Linked DNA regions of Danio rerio: region 2 is linked to region 1. Evidence: chromatin contacts called from public Micro-C data. All regions are on one chromosome and are shown on one strand. Each heading gives the region's core, a stretch centred on a gene start, on an enhancer-like site or on the middle of the called end of the contact. The rest is flanking DNA. Distances are from core to core; before and after follow the strand shown. Region 1 holds the start of itcha (itchy E3 ubiquitin protein ligase a). Region 2 has its middle 87 kb from the start of necab3.

What was found. A called contact is a pair of places that touch in the nucleus more often than the background predicts.
Region 2: a Micro-C map of caudal fin shows a contact between it and region 1, with 4 times the contacts expected there. The contact joins the enhancer-like site here to the promoter of itcha in region 1. A contact is called at or near these places in 3 of 18 Hi-C or Micro-C datasets (caudal fin, embryo and an unstated tissue) and 1 of 4 datasets of contacts at active chromatin or transcription factors (embryo).

The regions. Positions count from the first base shown.
Region 1 is chr6:60,243,728-60,248,185 of GRCz12tu, reverse strand. It overlaps itcha (itchy E3 ubiquitin protein ligase a), which reads left to right and starts at 2,008. Exons shown (of 24, transcript NM_001287095.1): 1 at 2,008-2,055.
Region 2 is chr6:60,333,320-60,337,846 of GRCz12tu, reverse strand. No RefSeq gene overlaps it. Among named protein-coding and RNA genes, the nearest start is that of necab3, 87 kb to the right of the region's middle. Within about 2 kb of position 1,641, at least 6 of the 62 cell types and tissues checked have an H3K27ac peak or open chromatin away from gene starts, as enhancers often do.

The DNA of each region.
Region 1 (4,458 bases), core at 759-3,258:
TGTGCCGTGAGTTTGGTCAGCATTTGGTCAGCCTTACAATTCGAATCCGAATCGAACCGAGTCGCATAGATGAATCAGACTCAGATATAGGAAGTTCTCGCGCTCTGTTTGTCCACCTCCTCGGATGCTGATTGGTCCAGCAGTAGTTCAATGGACAACACTCCTCTGACTCGCCTTTGCTAGAACAAACATCTTTATTTATAATCTATTTATTCATATTCTTTGATTATTGTTTTATTATATTGTAAAATGACAGTGAATTAATGAATGAACTAATAAATGAAAGAATGAATTAATGAATAATATATTCTAATAGGCTATTACCATTGCATAATCTGACATTTATTTTCATGTTATGTAATTTATTGCAACTATCGACACTTTTTCTCACAAGTTTTATGTTTTCTATGTACTACATTTCCACCCTGTATACTCTATATTAAGATGATATATGCTATTTATGACCACATGACTATAGTTTATACTATTTACGACTATAGATGTGACCGATTAACCGTCTAACTAACCAAATTAAAATAAATAAATAAATAAATTTAACTTAGCATACCATATTATTATTATTGGCGACGCAGTGGTGCAGTAGGTTCGAGCCTCGGCTGGGTCAGCTGGCATTTTTGTGTGGAGTTTGCATGTTCTCCCCGCATTCGCGTGGGTTTTCTCCAGGTGCTCCAAAGCAGTCAAAAGACATGCTGTACATGTGAATTGGGTAGGCTAAATTGACCGTAGTGTATCTGTGTAAATGAGTGTGTATGGATGTTTCCCAGTGACCGGTTGCAGCTGGAAGGGCATTCACTGCGTAAAACATATGCTGGAAAAGTTAGCAATTCATTCCACTGTGGCAACCCTGGATTAATAAAGGGACTAAGCCGAAAAGAAAAGAAATAGATGAATAAATGAATAAGCACTTGCACAGATAAATAAATAAATAAATAAATAAATAAATACCTTAACACAGTATATTAATATTATTTAGAAATAATGTCATGGTACTAAAACCATGCACAAATAAATATGCAAAAATGCAGTGACAGCTGAGTTCCTAAGTGTTTAATGTTTTTACAAGGACTTGCATAAATAAATAAATCTGTTAAGATACCGCGGTAAAGTTAGTTTGACATTTGACATTCATAAAACATTCGGTTTCAAACCAAATAAATTCTTTGCTCCTGTTATAGTTTAAGCCAAAATATGTCAGCCAGACATAAATATGTGCCCTTTATGTTGCACAAAGCTTAACTTCTTAATTAAAAATAAATTAATTAACCATACGAATAAATTAAACAATTCAACCATATTAAATTATACTATAAAATAAGGACCAACATGTTCAGAAAAAACAACCTGGTTTATTTAATTTATTTTTTAATAATTTAAAAAATACTTTTAATGTAAAAATGATAAAAGTCAATTAAACTATCACACCTTTTGAGATAATAGAATAAAGTCAACTCAAAAAATGACTAAATATTTTATGGTGCACAACCTTTTTGGTTTTTTTACAGTTTTGCCTTTGTTGATTTTATATACAGTAATGAATCCATATTTTCATTAAGTTAAATACACTGTAAACACTTACATGAATTAAACACTATTTGAGACATGAACATTCAAATAGAAACCACAACTATGCCATGTCTATCAAGATCTTTCAGTGAACACCATGGATGATTGTACTACTTTCCCTGTCAAACAGCGCCATCTCGTGAAAGAACAAGCCTATAAATAATCTTAAGAAATCTATTACTGGCTCACCTTGACGTATAGACACACATATCTAGTCTTTCGCTCTTTATATTAGTAAAATACCGCGCAGTGCACACCTTTGTATAAAGAAGCATTGAATAATCCAGATAGACGCGCGCGTCGTCACGTGACGGGGTCGCGCAGATACGTCACTCCGACATGGAGCCTGTGCTGGTGGCGGACCTTTGGTCACCCGGTTGAGATGGAGCAAAGTTTATTAAAACGGCGAAAAGCTGATCTCAGATTCCGTTAAAACTGACATCTAGAAGCATTCCCTGTGATCATAACACGGTAAGATATTAGTGACACACACCTATAGAGGACAGTATGGCTTTAAACCAGCCGTGTTTTGGTAACGCGTTACCGTTAGCTTGTTTGACCGGTGACTGACTACTGGACTCTAGCAGGTGATGTTTTGACAGCTCGTTACTGTACCTTAACTATAGTCTGAAACGATTTACAACGGCCAGTTTTCATTTTCCATTTGATATATGCATGTAGCTTACGTGTAAACATCCGTCTGTTGTTATGCTGAATTTTGTAGCTGCGACACCGACAGTCAGTAACGTTATGTGACGTCACTGCTCTCAAAAGTACTGTAACTGTATGTGTGTTATAACACAACGATGGTATGTACATAAAACTGACCTGTCGTCTTTATCCAAGGCACTGAATGTATATATCACGACATTTACATAGTAACTGTTATGCCATTATAGTTCCATGCAATTGTGTGCACAATTAATGTCTGTTCATGATATAGGCTACCATCTGATGTCATTTCATGGCGCTTTTTAATGTCTTTATACTTTCCAAATTATAAAAAAGTAAGATACAGCAGGTCAACATGGTTACAGAAAGACATTTCTAAAAAGCAGTTTGAATATGAGTTATTTATTTAATCATGCACTAATTTCTGTACATTTCCACACAGTAATCTTTTATTTATTGGTTTAAATAAAATATTGAAATTTAAAAAGATGAATTTTTAGTACAATGTTTAAAGATAGGGCAGCACGATTGCTCTGAGTTTCCTCCAAGTGCTCCGGTTTTCCCCACAAGTCCAAAGACATGCACTATAGGTGAATTGTGTAGGCTGATTTGTCCATTATCTATGTGTGTTAATGAGTGTGTGTGTGTGTTTTCCAGTAATAGGTTGCAGCTGGAACGCCATCCGCTGCATAAAACATGTGCTGGATAAGTTTATTCCGCTGTGGCGGCCCCAGATTAATAAAGAGACTAAGCCGATAGGAAAATAAATGAATGAATGAATGTTTAAAGATATGTATTGTAGCACATTGGACATTTTAATGCACGTTTAAATGCCTATTTAAGAAACTGGAATGTTTCTGACTTAGTGCATGAAAAGCTCACATCCCCTAAAGAAATGTACTTTAAGATTTTGACGGTAGAATAACCTTGGATAAAAGTATCACAGTATCACGGTATTTGATTACTGCCCTAAAATATATTATTTTTAAATGTCTGGGTAAAAAACTAAAACTTGTTTCCCCTTTGAAAACGATATATTTTATTTTCTGAAAGATTTATAATATTTTGAAGCAGTAAACAAGTCAGGCTAAATAATTAAAAGAAATCATTGACTTCTGCTGTTTTAAAAACACAGATTTCTTTACAATTTAAAACGACATCCTTGGACATTTTTTTTTTTGCTGGAGATAGTGTTGTCCTAAAAAAATGTTAGTAAAAATCCTACACATACCTTATGAACAGTATTACAGAAAATGTTGGCGGTTTTAAAACCTTGACTTTTCCAAACCGCAGTATATTTTGAAAACAGTTATCGTCCCATGCCTACTACAGACACAAATATAAATATATATATATATATATATATATATATATATATATATATATATATATATATATATATATATATATATATATATATATATAAAGTGAACACTTAAAAGTATGTTGTCTCTTTAGTAATCTGAAGCAGTCCAAAAATTGATCAGTATATAAAAATCAAGGATTTGCCTGTAGCGTTCAGTCTTAATATATTCAAAACCCCAATAAACAAGTGTTATTCAACGGTTGCAGATTTGTGAAAATCATTTCCTGACAATTGATGAAGTGCTTAAAAATCGTTATAATTCTTTATGTGGTTAACTAACCTCTCTGACAGATTGCTGATATTAGCCGCCACCCTGATTCACTGGCAGGCAGAATTAAACTTGAAAAAGTTAATGATGCATTAGATGAAACTCAAACCTGTTACCATGAATAATAGTTCATTGGTTGATCAATAAACCCCTCAGAATTGTCAGTGTGGAGCTGAAGAAATTAACCAGGCATTAAGACAATGTTTAAACCTTTTAACAGATAATTACTGACAAAAAAAATCTCATATTTGTTTATTGTTTACATATCAAGTTTTTAAGTATAAGACTTGAATAGTCTGCACTCTGCAGGCTGCTGTATGTTTTCATGCTTTTATGCTCTTATTGGAGTTTGACAACAGCAGCACCTATTAAACTTTCATTGTAGTGCAAAGAATGAGAATTATTTATTCCATTTTTTTCCCACAACAGTTGTTGTTTTTTTGGTGAAGATGTTTCTTACAGAGTTAAGGGCTGTTCATATCAAGCATTGCAGCTATAAAGATAATGACAAATCAAATCAAACAACTTTTATTGTCACATCATCAGCAGCATGTGTACTATGATGAGT
Region 2 (4,527 bases), core at 392-2,891, 90 kb before region 1:
TAGAATAAACAATAAAAATAATATTAATAATGTTTATTTTACTGTTTTAAAGTATATCATTCAATTTAATTCATGTTTATTTCTTTAGCACCTTTTCAATGTAGATTGTGTCAAAACAGCTTAACATAGAAGTTCAAGTAATTATTATTATTATTATAAAAATCATGTTTTTAATAATAATTATTTTTATTATAATTATTATGATGATAATATAATAATAATGATTAAAAAATAATAATAACAATAATAAAAATAATAATAATAATTATTATTATTATTATTTATTATAGTCATTTAAAACCAAATATTAAATATCACCTTGTAAATTGTGTTTAGAAAAGAATACTATTAAAATACACCACTAACATTTATTCATATAACATCTGTAAAATTTTTCAAATAATATTTTGATTTAGTTTGGTGCATTTTTTTTCCATTTAGCAATTTAAAATAAATATGATTCATAAACAGGATTTATGAAAATATATTAAAATATCAGTAGTTTTCTTTATATAATTACAGGAATAAACACAATGGTCAGACAAAATCACATTGCATTATCAGTCAAAATGAATTAATTTTATGGCCATCAATCACCTGACAAATACAAAAATAAAATGTAATAATTTACCAAAAACTAAACAAAACATATAAAGTTAAATTAAATAAATAAATAAAATAGTTAAATTATATAACCAAGCATGTAAAATAAAAGTGACCAAAAGATAGCAGATTTAATTCAGCATACTGTAGCTAATAACATGATGCCTGAATCAAATACTTAAAGTATTTTCAAAGACTTTTGTAACTATTGTATTAATGGACAGAGTAGATATTTCCCAAACTGCATTATTTTAAAGGGGACAAGATGTTTTTAAAAGACTCTTGAATGTCCTTAGAGTGTGTGAAGTTTCAATTCAAAATACCACACCAATAATATTTTCCAACTCTGACCCTTATGCTTTGATCCTAATTGTGGAGTTTTGGTGACTGTCGCTTTAAATCGAAATGAGATCTTTTCAGAAGAAGGCGGAGCTACAAATGCCTGTGTGTCAGCATAGTGGCAGATTCAAAAACAAGACTCCATATGCTAATGAGGGAGATATGGGCACTAGTGGGCGGGGCTTTGCCCCTCTGAAGACACATACAAAGAGAGAACGTCAATAAAAGTGTTTCTGCTGACAAGTCTGATAATTAAAAATAGAATTAATTAAATTTAACATTAGAAGCTGGTTATATTCCCACACTGCTGCCACACAATTGTGTTTAAACCCTTTAAACAAGTGACATTTCTGCATAATAGATCCCCTTTCAATGTTTTTGACCACTGATGATGGTAAATTCACATTTTTAACAGTTGTAGGCCTATAGAAATATTGAAACCTTCAAAATGGCTGATTGAATTAAAAGGTACTATCTGATTAAATTAAAATATCTCCAATTAATTTACTTTTGACCGCATAAATATAAGCCATGAGTTGTTCCTCTAGCTGAGCTACTGTGCTGTGAGAAATGATGATTTTGAACAGACTGTCCTATATTTTGATGTGGAGGTTTAACGTTAATGAAAGCAGACAGCTTGAGTTAGTCATTCATGACATGCAGATGTGCGTGTGTGTGTGTCTTTCAGCTCTTATCTTCACCCACACACACTCCTCTCCTCTTGCCATCATGATACTATAATAAAGCTGCTTGACATTTAAGTTTGTTTTGGATCATCACGACATGATTAAACGTATAAATGACAGTCACACAACTCAAAAAGCAATCAGTCTAGAAATAGAGGCTATAATTACAACAATCTGGATGCATTTCGCTTTAAAAACACTTCGATTCACGGCCGCATTTTATAAAAACTTCTTTCGTCAACACTAAAACGACGAACGAAAAACTACTGCGCATGCGTGGTATCGAATAAACAAACAATACGGTGGTTTCTCAATGCCAAGAACGCAGAGAACAGACTTGTGTCTTGCCAGGTGTCCTCAGAAGAACGAATTCGGGAGCCTGCGAGGGTAGAGAACGCAACCTGTGAGAAATTAGATGCTGCGTTCTGCCTGATGGTCACATGACCTTCACGCGTTTTTAATGGTAAATAATTTGAATATTACAGCATTCTTACAACAATTTAACAATTTCCCCTTTTCAATATATATATATATATATACACTATGCATAAAGACAAATATACGTTGCACAATACAAATACAATTTTAATACGCATTTCAGCAAACAATCACCCTTAATGTGTTTAATTGTGTTTAATGTTCAATTCCTTTATTAAGATGTCCATGGTAATGTTAATATTCCTAGTTTCATTTAGGAAAACTCCTGAGTTAAATAAAACTTATCTCTGAACTTTAATAATACATCTAGATAAAATGCTGCGCTTCAGTCGCAATGACTTCTGGGACTTCTAGAGCGAGTTCGGTGCTCAAGTCTGCATCGGTGCGTCCTCGATATCAAGAACACATCCAGGAAGTTTCACGCGTCCTCTGTTCTTGCGGTCTTGAGTATTAAAACCAAACTTTGGCAGCTGATGATGACATTATACGAGGACACAAGACCGCATATTGAGAAACAGCCATCATTTCAAATCGCTCCTCGAAGCCTAGGCCTACACAAAAAAGGTTAGAATAACCAGGAGGCGACACTCAATAGAACGTTCATTGCAACAGCAGCGCCCAGCAACAGCCCTGGATTCCGCCATCCAAAACAATCGGCTTTTTTTAAAAGAATCTTTCTTTCAACAACTTTTGAACTTTAAAAGTTCGAAAAAGTGACTTGATATAATTTTTAACCGTTTAAAGTGATATATTGTCTTGGCTGGTGTTGTATATTACGCCACAAAAATCTAATAATACTAAAATGTCAATAAATGTCACTTTGTAAAACTGTAGTTGAATTTCAACATCAAAAGTCCACAGAACGGAGATCAACATCCCATAATGTAATTCACCACCGCAAATAAACAATTGTCAATCACTAAACGCTGAAATTGTTAAACTGAAATTATATATTTTTTTATGAACTAGCAGTTTCTCATGCACGCCGAAATGCCGAAAACATTTTTCATTTACGACATTAATTCTGTTTGACCATTCCTAAATATATTTAATTCATTTCGACCCAACACCACCACATGATGGAAAATCCAATTGAGAGTTTGATCAAACACACCAAAAGACTCCGTTTCACAGTGTGCATAAAAAACAAATCAGAACAAAGCATATGCAAAAATACATTTTTGTGCAGGAGTTATTTGTCCGGGTGTGATTGACTTTGTGGTAAATGTTTTTAGAATTAATGGCGCAAATTCAACTGGTTTCATGTGTAAAAGCACAACATGTGGTTAATGTGGTCACATTCACATTAATTCGCGGCAGATGAAGATATTGAATATGGCGGAGTTTCATAATCAAATCTATGAAATGTGCAGAATTTAGATTCTAGTTTTATACACACACACCACAACACAACACTTAACTCCCCGACTCTTATCTTATCTTATCTTATCTTATCTTATCTTATCTTATCTTATCTTATCTTATCTTATCTTATCTTATCCTACACGTCCCACAACAAACAAACATTCATCATAACCTAAAGCGTCACAAACGGAGGCTTTTTAAAGTCTCTTAAATGCAAAACACCTGCAGCCACTGATGAACAAACACCCGCTCATCATTACTGACGCAGTTTTTTTTTTTTTTTTTGGTTTAGCTAGATTATTTTAAATGATTTTGTTTGTTGCTGTAATTTTGTTGTGCTTCTGTTATTTTAATAGGCTAGATGAAATAGACAAAGTAGCCTATGTGTGCGTCCAAATACATATCATTATAACTAGGCATGCTATATGGAAACAAAATACTATACCCTGCTCAAAAATCCAGCTTAAACCAGCCTAACCTGGTTGGCTGGTTTTAGCTGAGAGACCAGCCTGGTTTTAGCGGGGTTTTGGCCATTTCCAGGCGGGTTTCCAGCCATTTCCAGCCTGGTCTTAGCTGGTCAGGTTGGGAGATGACCAGCTAAAACCAGCTTGACCAGGCAAGCCAAGCTGGGAGTCCAGCCAAAACCAGCTATATCCAACTTAAACCAGGCTGGTCAAGCTGGTTTCAGCTGGATTTGGCTGGTCTTTTTCCAGCCTGACCAACTAAGACCAGGCTGGAAATGGCAGGAAACCAGCCTGGAAATGGCCAAAACCCCTCTTAAACCAGGCTGGTCGACCAGCTAAAACCAGCCAACCAGCCTAGGCTGGTTTAAGCTGGATTTTTAAGCAGGGTAGTACTGTAACTTACAGTAAATAAATACTATAGTGTTTTTGAACCACACAGATGACTAGATATTTTTTCAAGACACATCTATTCTGCTTAAAGTGACATTTAAAGACTTAACTAGGGGTTTAATTGGGTTAACTAAGCAGTTTAGGGCAATTAGGCAAGTTATTGTACAACGACCCTGCTGAAAAACAGCTTAAACCAGCCTAGGCTGGTTGGCTGGTTTTAGCTGGTCGACCATGCTGGTTTT